Regions from separate parts of the Drosophila melanogaster genome. Here region 2 is linked to region 1. A link is a contact called in public Hi-C data. All regions are on one chromosome and are shown on one strand. Each heading gives the region's core, a stretch centred on a gene start, on an enhancer-like site or on the middle of the called end of the contact. The rest is flanking DNA. Distances are from core to core; before and after follow the strand shown. Region 1 overlaps CG6051. Region 2 overlaps larp (La related protein).

Region 1 (5,683 bases), core at 897-3,396:
CGATGTTGATGCTGATGAGGGTGACGGTGGTGATGGTGATGATGGTGGCGCTGGTGATGTCGGTGACTGTGACTGTCGCGATGGCGACCGCTTGGCTGCTGCATATGCTCCTCGCTCGCTTTGATTGTCGTGGGCTCTGCTAGGGGTTCGTTGTCGCTGCTGGGCAGGCGCAGCCGCTGCAAGGTGCGGGTGGCCGCCAGCATGGCAGCACTGGTGCTGGGCTCATCCTCCTCGAGTCCCTGATGACCCTGCTGTTCCGCCGTTCCGTACTCGTCATCTTCGCTGGCCACGAAGTTGTCCGTGAGAGGAACCTCCTGCGGCTGCAGCAGATTGCCCAGATTGGTGTTAGGTATGAGGTAGCCGGAGGCACAGTCCGCCGACACGATGTCTTTGAGCAACTGCTCTTCGTCCGTGCCATCGTCGCTGCTTTCTATATCCTCTTCATCTACGTCAATATCGTCGTCGTCTTCGTCCTCATCGTCGCCATCGCTCCAGTCCGCTGGTGGATTGGTGGAGCTTGTCGCCGCCGATGATGTCGAGGCTATCGAGTGCGAGGGTGTCGGCGAGGGGGCTGGCGAGGCGGTGGGCGTGCTGGTGGCCGATAGCGACAACATGGACGGAGAACGCAGCGTAGCTGCCTCCACTGTTGGATTAGTGCTACTGTTGCTGTTGCTATTATGGTTGTTGTTTCGCTGATCCACCAGCCGCTCCACAGTCCTGTGCGTATTTGTTGTCCCCGCGGTGGTGGTGGTGGTGCTAGTGGTGTTGGTGCTACTGCTGCTATGGTTGTTGTTACTGCTGTTGTTATTGTTTTGGCTACTGCTCGTCGTAGGATGGGAACTGTGCTCCGGACTGGGCGCTTCAATGCTGCTCGAGCCAAGTGGCACCTGGAATACATAAAGAGGATTCATTACACTTCAGATTGTACCTTTTGATTTTAAGCCAAGGGTTACTCACCTTAGTGTTGATGTCCTCGTTGGTGCATAGAAGCTTCTCCAGCTGATACAATTCCTGGTTGTTGAGATTGCGCAGGAGATCGCGGATCTTGATGAGGATTGTGCGGAAGGGACGGAACATCTCCGACAGCTGATCACCCGGCATGTCCATGTTGAGCGGCCCCTTGGCATAGACCACCAAGCCAGCAACAATGGCCAGCCGTGGAATGGAGAACATCAGGCCGGGATCAAAGGCATCAACCATCTCCTGGTCGAGCAGGCCAATCTTCAGAGCTCGCTGCAGCGTCTCCGAGAAGAGCACTCCTATCCACTGCTGCATCTCGTACTCATGGCGAGACTTCACCTGCACCATGGCGCTCACATAGCTCAACTCGAACTCGGCGAACAGCCGGTCGAAGATCTTCAGACTCTCGTATAGCTGCTCTGTGGTGGAATCGTTCAAGTCCAGATGCAGTGTCTTGCTGTTCGGCACATTGTTCTTCAAACACTGATCCCTCAATAGGACGCGCACATTGCCCAAACTCTTGGTCACCGCTTGGGCCAGTGGACGCATCTCCTTGCTCTCCGTCTCTCGGTTCATAATCGAGGAGCCCGCCGCCAGGCACTCAGCGCCGAACCACAGTTGCCCGGCCAAGTTCTCTTGAAGCACCTCCTCGGGGAACTTGGCGCGAAAGGCACGAGGATCACGATCTTCGCCGAGTAGTTCCTCCATTATCAAGTTCGTGATGGCCAGCACTTTGTCCTGCGAACAGAAATGCAATTATTTTTGGTCCAGTTACTATTCCAGTCTTCCAGAAACTCACCTGATTCTGCCGCAGTCTGCTGACCAGTCTGGTGCATCGATCCGGCTCCGCGCGTCCATCGAAGCTGTCCAACTCGCTGGCCACCGCTGTGAGGGAACGATCCGCATGGAAGAAGCGGGCCAGCAGCGATTTGTCATCAGCCTGTTAAAATAAAATGGAGATGCAATTTGGATGAGTAATTGGTCGTAGATAAGCAGTGCCCCGCTTTCCCGCTTTTTGCCCCAACTGAAATCAATGCCAGCTTATCGCTCTCCAAGTGCAACAAATTATAATGGGCAATCGCTGAACTTGAGGGATCGTGTGACAATTGCAATGGGCAATGATTGGAGGAGTGGGGTTGGGTTGGAGGTGGTACACGACACACGATGGCCGAATGGCGATAAGGATGACTCAATAAGCCACTAAACAACACGTAGACGCTATCATCCAGCTATACATACGACCGGCTTAATTAGCACCGCTAATTTTCGTTGATTTCACAACAGATCCACAAATCACGTATGCTAATATTGGGCTCTAACAATGCGGCTCAAAATAATAAATCACACTTTGCATTGCGAAAATGTTCTTTTAATATTTGCATGAAAAATCACTCATACGCAGAGTTGGCTTACTAAAGGAATTTAACTTATTTTAGTAATTTTATTGGTAGTTAGGAGCGGATGTAAAAACCAAGTTGTGATACTTTTAGTTTGATGGCCGCTGTAAGATCAGAGCCATCGATTTTGCAACCGGTGCTGTAAGCCGATGCCACGAATAACAATTATGTGCTTCATGTGAGGGGCAGAGCAACAGGGGCACAGCCTGCCCACTGGGATGATGCAATCTTGGATGAGCGCTTCTTTCTTCCCATCCAACATGCAACAAGTGGGCTTAGCCGCGCCGTGTCTGAAATCTCAATGATCCATTAAATCACGTGGCTCTACTTAAGCGGGGCTGCCAACCCCAAAACAAATCGCACGAGATGTACCCAGCTGGAGAGTACGGGGTATGCAAAGGTGCCGTAGGGAGGGGAGCAGAGCGAGAGAGACTGACGATAGAGCAAGTTATCGGCGGTTGGTTGAACTTGTTTTCACCGGCCTTTGTGTGAGTTGCTCGACTGCTACACTCGTCCAGTGTTTTCGCATATGTGCTCCGCTTAAATATTGAAAGCAGCAAGAGCAGCTGGCCGTGGTGGAAAGGAAACGAATGCACGAAACGAAATGTGTTTATTATAAAGGTAAACACGTTGACTCTCCGCCCCAAAAGCCCAAAACTGCGCAGTTCGGCAGGTTTGTTTTTTTCTGTTTTTTTTTTTTTTTATCGCTGCCTGGCTGCGAGTTTGCCAGTTAAAGGTAGTCGCTTGTCAATGAGCTAGAGGTTCGAGGTGTTGGCGGGCGGGCATTCACAAGACTTTAACTCACATTCGAAATAACGAATACGAATGCGAATAAATACGAATACGAATATGTGTACTGGTTACAGCTGGCGAGTTGTTCAAGGGAAATTTGTGCCACAACAAAGACTAATTACCATAGCAGTTGGATTTGCACACCGAGAAAAACTCGAAAAGCATTCGTAATTCACCTAAAATTCGTGAACGCCTTTTGAAACAAATCACTCACGCATTTGTTTAGTGCTAAATCAGTTGAAAAGCTATTTCCTTTCTTAAGTTTTCATTTTAAGTAAATCGTTTATTTTTAATTGTGTAGTTACGACACGAAGTATGAAAAAGTAACAATGATTCCATATGAGCCACTGCAAGTGAGTGGTTATGAATGAATCACCCCACGCGATTCGATGAATCGTTGCAGAATATTGTATTCGTTTTTTACATTTCGTCATAGGCCCAAGGGTAAAGTTTGGTTTTCCTTTTTTATTTTTTGTTTTTTGCCATTTGTTTACACAACAATCAAATGGGCAAAGCTCGAAAAATGTTTGAGGTTCGATTTGGCGTGTGTTTGGTTGCGAGAATGGCCAAGTCGTGGCAGAAAAAAAGAATAAGCAATCTAATTGAGAATTATAAATTATATAAATTGAGCAAGGCCATGCGTAAATGGTTCAATGACTGCCCAAGAAGCCCCCTCATCGCCACAGCACCCCACCAACCTCCGGAATTCCCCCGCTTCCATTTCCATATTCTGTTGGCCGTCATGACGACGCTGGCCAAAACGTTGTCGACGCCAGCCACTTTTTGTAAGTGCCAGTCGTTGTAGCCATTAATTAGCGTCGCAATTTGGACACAAACTGGTTGGAAGCAGGGAAGCAAGGAAGGGAGTTCGGTGTATGAGAATGTGTCATATAGAGAGTATAAGGAAGGTACATAATATATTTGATAAGTAAATACTACTGATAGTAGCCGGGGAACTACACATAATTCCGTAATTTTAATGCTGAAGAATTTAAAGCAACTTAAAGCTCTCGATAAGTATGAAGACTCATTATACTTTTACTCACTGGAGCCTTGAAGTTAATAATGAATTATTATCAAAAGCCATTTACATGCCTCATAAATACATGAAAGCATTTAGCCAAATCCCAAATGTAATTAAAGAGTTAAAAACCCCGGCAACACAAAACAGCGGCTGACAAAAAGGCAAATGTTAAATGGTAATTAAAACTTTCAAGCTCGTTTCGAGCCAAGCGGAACGACCAGAAGTTGGAGGAGGAGGTACGACTCCAAGGATTTCCCATTGGGCCATCGTGACTTATTCATTGCGAATCTTGAATTTGGCAAATTTTTTGGCCAGCAAAAAGTCGTGATAAAATATTTGTTTGCACATTAAATTCGGGCAGAAAGTGGGCAAACATTTGAGGAATTGATTCGCAGGCGATAAGGCAAAAGTTCTTTGACACTGTTTACCTCTAATACAGACCACACCTTTTGGTTTCATATCCGAATTTGTTAATATCTAAACACAAATGTGCGTGTTTATCCAGCGAGTTATTTGTATATCGCCCGTCTGGAAGCTGCCTTTGTCGAGCATTTCAATTGTTGTTTCAACTAGTTTGTGTGTTCAATCAGCTAATTAAAGGTGAGTAACCGCTACCCCCTTTCCACGATCCCATCCCTTACATCAACCAACCCAGCAGCAAGTTGCTGTTTACGGACGATAACAGAAAAACATTCAGAAGATATGGAGCCGTATCGCAAATGGAGGTGAAACCAAATTTGCTGCTCGACTTGATGTGGGTGTGAAGCACTTTCAGTTCCAGTTGAAGAGTAAAACAAATGACGCCCAAGCGAACTCGAAATGCAAATCATTAAAAGGAAGTAGTCAAGTCGACGACTGAGAATTACGGTCAAAGCCTTCAGTTATGAGTAATGAGATATTATAGATATAACTTTCTAATTGCAAGCCTTAAGACATTGTGGCAAAAACGGTTTTATAAACAAAAACAGCAACCCCAAATTATATACTTAACAAAAAAGCGTAGATTTTATGACTAGCGAACTCTGAAGTGCTGAAAAATCTCACTGAGCAATAAACTGATTTTAAAATGCAAGCTAAGTAATTATTCGTAACTAATACTTGTGTTACGCACAGTCAAAGAAATAAATTATCCGGAAAATGATGCAGGCAAGCGTGCCATTTCAGCCATCTGACCATAAGGACATCTGCCTGACGTCACAGATGTCCGTGTAGTGGTGACCATGACACGCGCAACAGGCTGCTTGCCACCCCTTAGCCCACCATCAGTATCTGTATCCGCATCTGTATCTGAATCCTTGAGGGCAGCCAACGACAAGGACACTGGCGAGACAGCCTGCCTTTGTATCTATGCGAACGAATTTTTGTCCCTGAAGCTTTTCGTACTCGAAGGACCAAAGGACCTGGCCGCGTTTGCTGACGCAGGAAGGACTCAGTGGAAGGGATAATGAAAAACACGCACTTGACATTGAATATATATTCGCACGATTTGTACTTTTGACAGCTGTTACTT
Region 2 (5,683 bases), core at 2,085-4,584, 1.2 Mb after region 1:
GACATAAGGCCGCACAAGCAGCACTTGGAAAAATTTTGCAGCACATAAAATAATACAAAAAGAAATAATAAAATAAATGATTTTGCTAAGTTATAGCAATAAGCAAGGCTATATAGTTAAAAAAAAAAACTAAATCATTGTAAGACTCTACCCATTGCAAATTACATTTTAAAGTAAACTTCAGTGTAAATGCCTTTGTGTGTGTGGCGCTTATGTTTTATACATGATTTTTCCCCGCGCTCGAACGGATTTGGTGGAGTAGTTTGCTGTGGAGCCGGGGGCCAGGCCATAATTCAAGTAAGGCGTTAATCTGTGACACCCAATGCTCTCCAAAGCCAACAACATGTGTCGGGGATGGAGATCCCAGCTGCTGCACGGGATGATGTTCGTAGTGGAAGCCCCTGCATTTTGTCGCCGGGTGAAATATGGCACACACACTCGAAGGGGTTAATTACTCCAGGGGTCAATCGACTGGGCGCGCTGTGAGTCCTTATTTTTTTATTGTCAATTGATGTAAAAGGCAGTTCTCCCTAAAATTAGAAAGTTTACCAACCAAATAGACCGGGAATTGCTAGAGTAAGTCATGCCCATCCCAACCCATAAGCAAACGAATTTGCATTGGTTTTTTCAAGTTTTTTTTTATTCATTTTTTTGTTTTAGTTTTTCTACTCATTGTTTTTAACATTTTTTTGTGTTGGAAATTTTAAAAAAATTTTTTACTTTTTTTGTTCACGTTAGTTTAGAAATTTTTGTGGTTTCCGTTTTACACATACATATCCATATATATTTATATATATATATGTATATATGCATCGTATAATTAATTATTAATATAATAATAGTAGTAAATATTACTCTTTATGGTTTAAACTATCACGTTTTTCACATTAATCATTTCTTTCGTTTTGCTTACTTTTCCTCTCGCATTTTTCATATTTAAGTAGCTTACAAAATTACTTTTAATAGAGTTTCCATTATGTTCATTTCGTAGGTCTGTGTGTATCGTATCATATTCGTAGAGTTAAGTTTAAATTATTCATATAAAAGTTGCAAACTTAAAGTGCACATAAAAGTCAGTGATCCAAGTGTGGTTGGTTGTGTGTTATCATAAACTAAAGTCAACACTTCATGTGAAAAACAAAATAGTTGTGGCAGAACTACATATGTATAATTACACAACAGCCGATTGAATTGTCTCGTCGGACATCTCTCTCATTTTGTAATATCTATAATATTGATAGATCGGATCGTTAAGCTCATACAGATAGAGAAGCGTCTGGCCAATGCGGATGTGATTGTTTTTATGTGTGGATAAAATTGTATCAATTGATAAGGCGACATTTTAAAAAGAAGCTGGGAAATATATTTACAGATATCTAATGATAACAAAATAATATTTAATGAAACGTTCTTTGCACTCTTCGAATTTGTGTGGTTTGTAGTGTGTGTTGTGTGTATGCTTGCTTAGGCTAGATGAGCGAGCAAAATCGAGGAGCTAAAGGACCTTGAGAGAGTTTTGCAAACTTCTGCAACTTCACCGTTTGCCTCTTATTTAGTTATGGTATTTTCAAAAGCAGTCACGCTCTAAAGTCTCTCTATATGTGTTTGGATATATGCAGATATATATAGTTGTTATCCGTATTAAGCTTAGATTTGATTTCTCACGTATGTTTAAGTTTAGGTCTATTCACTATGCGAAACAAACTTCATTATTTCTGAATGGTTTTTTTTTCGTTTGCATGATTTGCCTTTTCGTTTTTTTAAAGTTTTAAACTTTTTTTTGGACTTGACAATTTTTGTGTGATTTTAAATTTTTTTTTTGTTTTTTTCTAAGTTTTTCTGTAGTCGTAGCTTTCTCGAATTAAAAGTTAACAAGTGCAAAACTAAAGGTAAAAAATAAATGGTTTTGACATGCTTCTAAATGCTTGGCGGGGTACTGAGGTTTTCGGGTTTAACCAATTCGATAGATTGGATTGATATAGACTGGGGAGAGTGCAGTGTGATAATGGTGGACCCGAGTCCAAGTCGGATTCCTATTCCTACTCCGCTGGCGATTGCGATTGCGCTGGACTGGCTTGTGGTAAATGCTTAAATAACTAAAATTCGCTGGCACTTGAGTCCCGCTTGCCTCAATTGGGTTTAAGGATTACAAGATCTCGCTGCCTCTTAAACAAATACATTTTACATTTGCGCTAAGGTCACACACACAAAAAATAATCATAATTATAGTTAGTAATCATATTCTTATGTACGCGTTTTCATGGCTTCAGTGTACCTTTGCATATAAAGTTATATATGTTTATATATATATATATATATATATATATGTTCTTTCGTAATTTACAAAATTTATTTGCATTAAGATCATTTGGTTTTTGTTGTTGCTTGCGTATCAATTTCGATTGATTGGTTTTCAGTTTTCGTTAGGTAATATTTGCATAGGTTATATCGTTATCGTTATTGTTATGGTTATTAGCTTTAACTTTAATCGTATAGTACAACAGTTCATGGCATTACGTCAACTATTAACGCTGCTCTAAGTAGGAAAATCTTTGCCTTGATTTTTGCATCGCATAAAAAATAAGGAGAATAATTAACAGAACAAAAAAAAAAAATAAGGGCAATCGTTTCGTTATTTTCCAAGATCATGGCTGGTTGGCACTGGTACAAAGCAGACAGACCCCGCTGTGTGTAATTGGTATGTGTGTGTGTGTGTTTTGTGTGAGCATTGAGCATTTTGTAAGCAACCATTGTTTTAGTTTTTTGTCGAGGGTATGCGAGAAACAAACATTTGGAATCGTAACTACTAAACCAACGAGCGCTAGGCAAATTGCAATAAACAAATTTCAAAAATTTCACTTAATTATGCTAAACGCTAACAACTCTTCCCACTTTACGTTTGACTCGAATACTACAAAAGAATAATAAGAATGAATAAACAAAAGAGTGTGGAGCCATCAAATGCGAGTGCCCCCTGAAAACTAAGCGGTAGATATTAACTTAAGCCTAATCCAAAAAGTGTCTCTGCATTATCGTGTAACTACTTCTTCGACGACGATGACCCCGAAGATACCGTTACCGCTGGCGTCGCTGCTGTTGATGTTGCTGCTGATGCGGCTGTTGTTGCTGTAGCTGCCGCTGATGTGGTGGCACGTGTTGAGCCTGTCTGTGATCCTGCTCCTGGCTTCGGCTTCTGTTGCTGCTGTCGCTTGTGTGGCGCCAGGCCAGAATTGCTGCCGCCGCGTCGCAACTCGTGCTGCGATCCCTGATTGCGATTGGCCACCTGCGGCTTGTTGCCCAGGGAGCCGCTGCGAATGCGCACTGTGGTGCTGCCGAAGGAGCCTGTGCGCCTGCGGTTTTGCTGCTGATTGTAGCCGCCGTATCCCTGCTGATACTGGTGATGCTGCTGCTGCTGCTGTTGTTGGTGCTGTTGCTGCAGCAACCTGCCCACGTAGTCGCTGCGGTTGGTGATGGTCGTGTTGAGGCGACGACCGCCGGCCGCAATTACAGCTGTGCCATCGCTCTCCGACACACTGCGGTGGCGATTGAGCTGGCGGCCTGGATTCAGGCTGCCCACTCCTTGCAGCATCTCGTTGATCTCCGGCTCCACCACGCGGAAGTCCTCAATGTTCTTGAAGCTCTTCAGGTACTCGGCCAGCTTGGGCTGCACCTCCAACTTCTCACCATTCTTGTAGTATTTCAGGAAGGCCCAGAACTTCTCGAGGCCGTACAGTTGACCTGAAGAAAATGTTTAATATTAGTAATGAATGTTTAATAATGAATGTTGTAAGAAGTTATAATAATTTTTATATTTGCACAACAAATTCTTACCTGTTTCATAATCGGCAATCGTCTCGTCCTGGAAATCCTGATAGATATTCGGTCTGAACTTCTTCTCCAAGCCGTACGAGAAGAACCGGAAGAGGCATTCAAGACCGTAGCGGAAACCATTGCCGGCATCCTCCAGCGCCAACGATCGGAACTCGTTGTACATGCTCTTGTTGAAGTTCTCGCGCAGGAAGAACGACCAGAAGCGGTACAGGGTGTTCATCTCCTGCGACTGACCGTAGCCCAAGCGCCGGCGCTCCTTGAGGCAGCGCGAATGGTACTTGTGGTAGGCCTGTTGGGTGAAGTTGTTCTCCTTGAGAAGAGCATGTGATGGATGCTGGAATACGGGCAGCGACTGTGGCACCGACGATCCGAACGATCCGTACGACGAGGCGGTAGGCGATGTGCCCGCCGAGGAACCCATCGAGGTGGTGCGAGGACGATGCTCCACAGTGTCAAGCAGCCAACCGACGTGGGCCTCCACTGGAGGATTGGCGGTGTGACGGAGTTTCCTCTTTCTTGGCGTTCGGGGATCAATCGAGTGCGAGTTGGGAGCAGCATAGAAGCGGGCACGTCGGGACTTGAGAGTGTTGTTCAGCGTGGAGTTGAGAGTGGTGTCACCCACCAGGGTTTCATCCAGATCTTCCTCAAATGGTGGCGGTGGTGGCACCACCTGCGGCGGCAACACCGATTTGTTTCGACCACCAGCCAGTTTTTCGAAGTCTGCCTGGGAAATCACATTGACAGTCTTGTAATCGGCAACCACATTGGTGGTGGTCCACAGATCCTCTTCGTAGTTAACCAGTCCATCGTTGATGATGTTCTCCAGATCCTGGGTGATTTTCGTACGCGACGTAAAGTCGGCGGTGCGGTCGTAGCCCTCGTGCTTAGGTGCGCGGCCCACTTGGGCCACAATCAGTAGCTTGTTAATGTCACGATCGGCAAACTCGTAGTCGGATTCGTCGTCGTCGGAGAAGTTTTCGGTGAAGTTGTTGATGCGTCCGGTTCCAGGGGGTAGGGGGTCCATTAGCTCCTCGTCAAACTGGAAGTCTAGTTCTTCCTTTTCGGCATGGCACTGAGCGGATGGCGGAGCAGCTGTTTTGGATGAGGATTTGGAGTGGGTTTTGGAGTAAGCAGCATTGCCAGATTTAATGTTGTTGTTCGTGGTGGTAGTGGCGGTGGAGGTGGTTGTGGTTTTGGTGGTTGCTTTGGTGGCTGAGGAAGCATTGTTCGTGGTTACACACACAGTGGCTGATGATGAGGCGTTGGATGGGGCGTTGTTGGACGAGGACTTGGACTTGGACGAGGTGTTGTTCGTTTTGACATTATCGTTATTGTTGTTGAGCGTTTGTGAAAGCGGTGGCTGTTGTTGTTGTGGTGGTGTAGTAGCGTTTTCTTTGATAGCATTTGTTTTGGAGCGTCTCTTTACCTCTTTCCATATGCCCTCCGGCTCCGCCACCAAAGCAGCTGCTGACCCAGCTCCATTGCCCGCTGAAGCAGCATTTCTCTTGTCTGGCGTCGATGTCGACTTGGGCTTCACACTCTCAGCCAGTCCACTCAAATGTCCAGCCAGCTCAGCGGCACCACCCTCCACTTGCTGGGTCAGCGCACTGATCGCATTCACAGAGTTTAGAGCCGCAATGGTCGAGGATCTCGACTGTTGCTTATCCTGCAACATTTTGGGCACCAGATTCTGGGGGTTTCGCGGCATTGGCGGCGGCGGAATGCTGTTCAGCGGCTTTGTGGCCATCGCCGATGTGAGAATGGGCGGCGGGGAATCCGCCTCAGTCTGCTCCTCCAGCTTTTCCTGACCATCATTCTGCTCCAACTGCTCCTGCTCCAGTGTGCCAATAGC

The links. Hi-C and Micro-C count contacts between places; a contact is called where the count stands out from the background.
Region 2: a contact with region 1 is called in a Hi-C map of the Kc167 cell line, with 6 times the contacts expected there. The contact joins two enhancer-like sites.

The regions. Positions count from the first base shown.
Region 1 is chr3R:27,126,880-27,132,562 of dm6, forward strand. It overlaps CG6051, which reads right to left. Exons shown (of 5, transcript NM_001300627.1): 2 at 1,760-1,900; 3 at 958-1,698; 4 at 1-887. Among named protein-coding and RNA genes, the nearest start is that of CG6059, 5.0 kb to the left of the region's middle. Within about 2 kb of position 2,147, at least 33 of the 39 cell types and tissues checked have an H3K27ac peak or open chromatin away from gene starts, as enhancers often do. A contact at or near this core is called in the Kc167 cell line, where this site is marked.
Region 2 is chr3R:28,317,542-28,323,224 of dm6, forward strand. It overlaps larp (La related protein), which reads right to left. Exons shown (of 7, transcript NM_170365.4): 6 at 3,832-5,683; 7 at 621-3,738. The coding sequence ends at 3,041. Among named protein-coding and RNA genes, the nearest start is that of CG12516, 16 kb to the left of the region's middle. Within about 2 kb of position 3,335, at least 8 of the 39 cell types and tissues checked have an H3K27ac peak or open chromatin away from gene starts, as enhancers often do. A contact at or near this core is called in the Kc167 cell line, where this site is marked.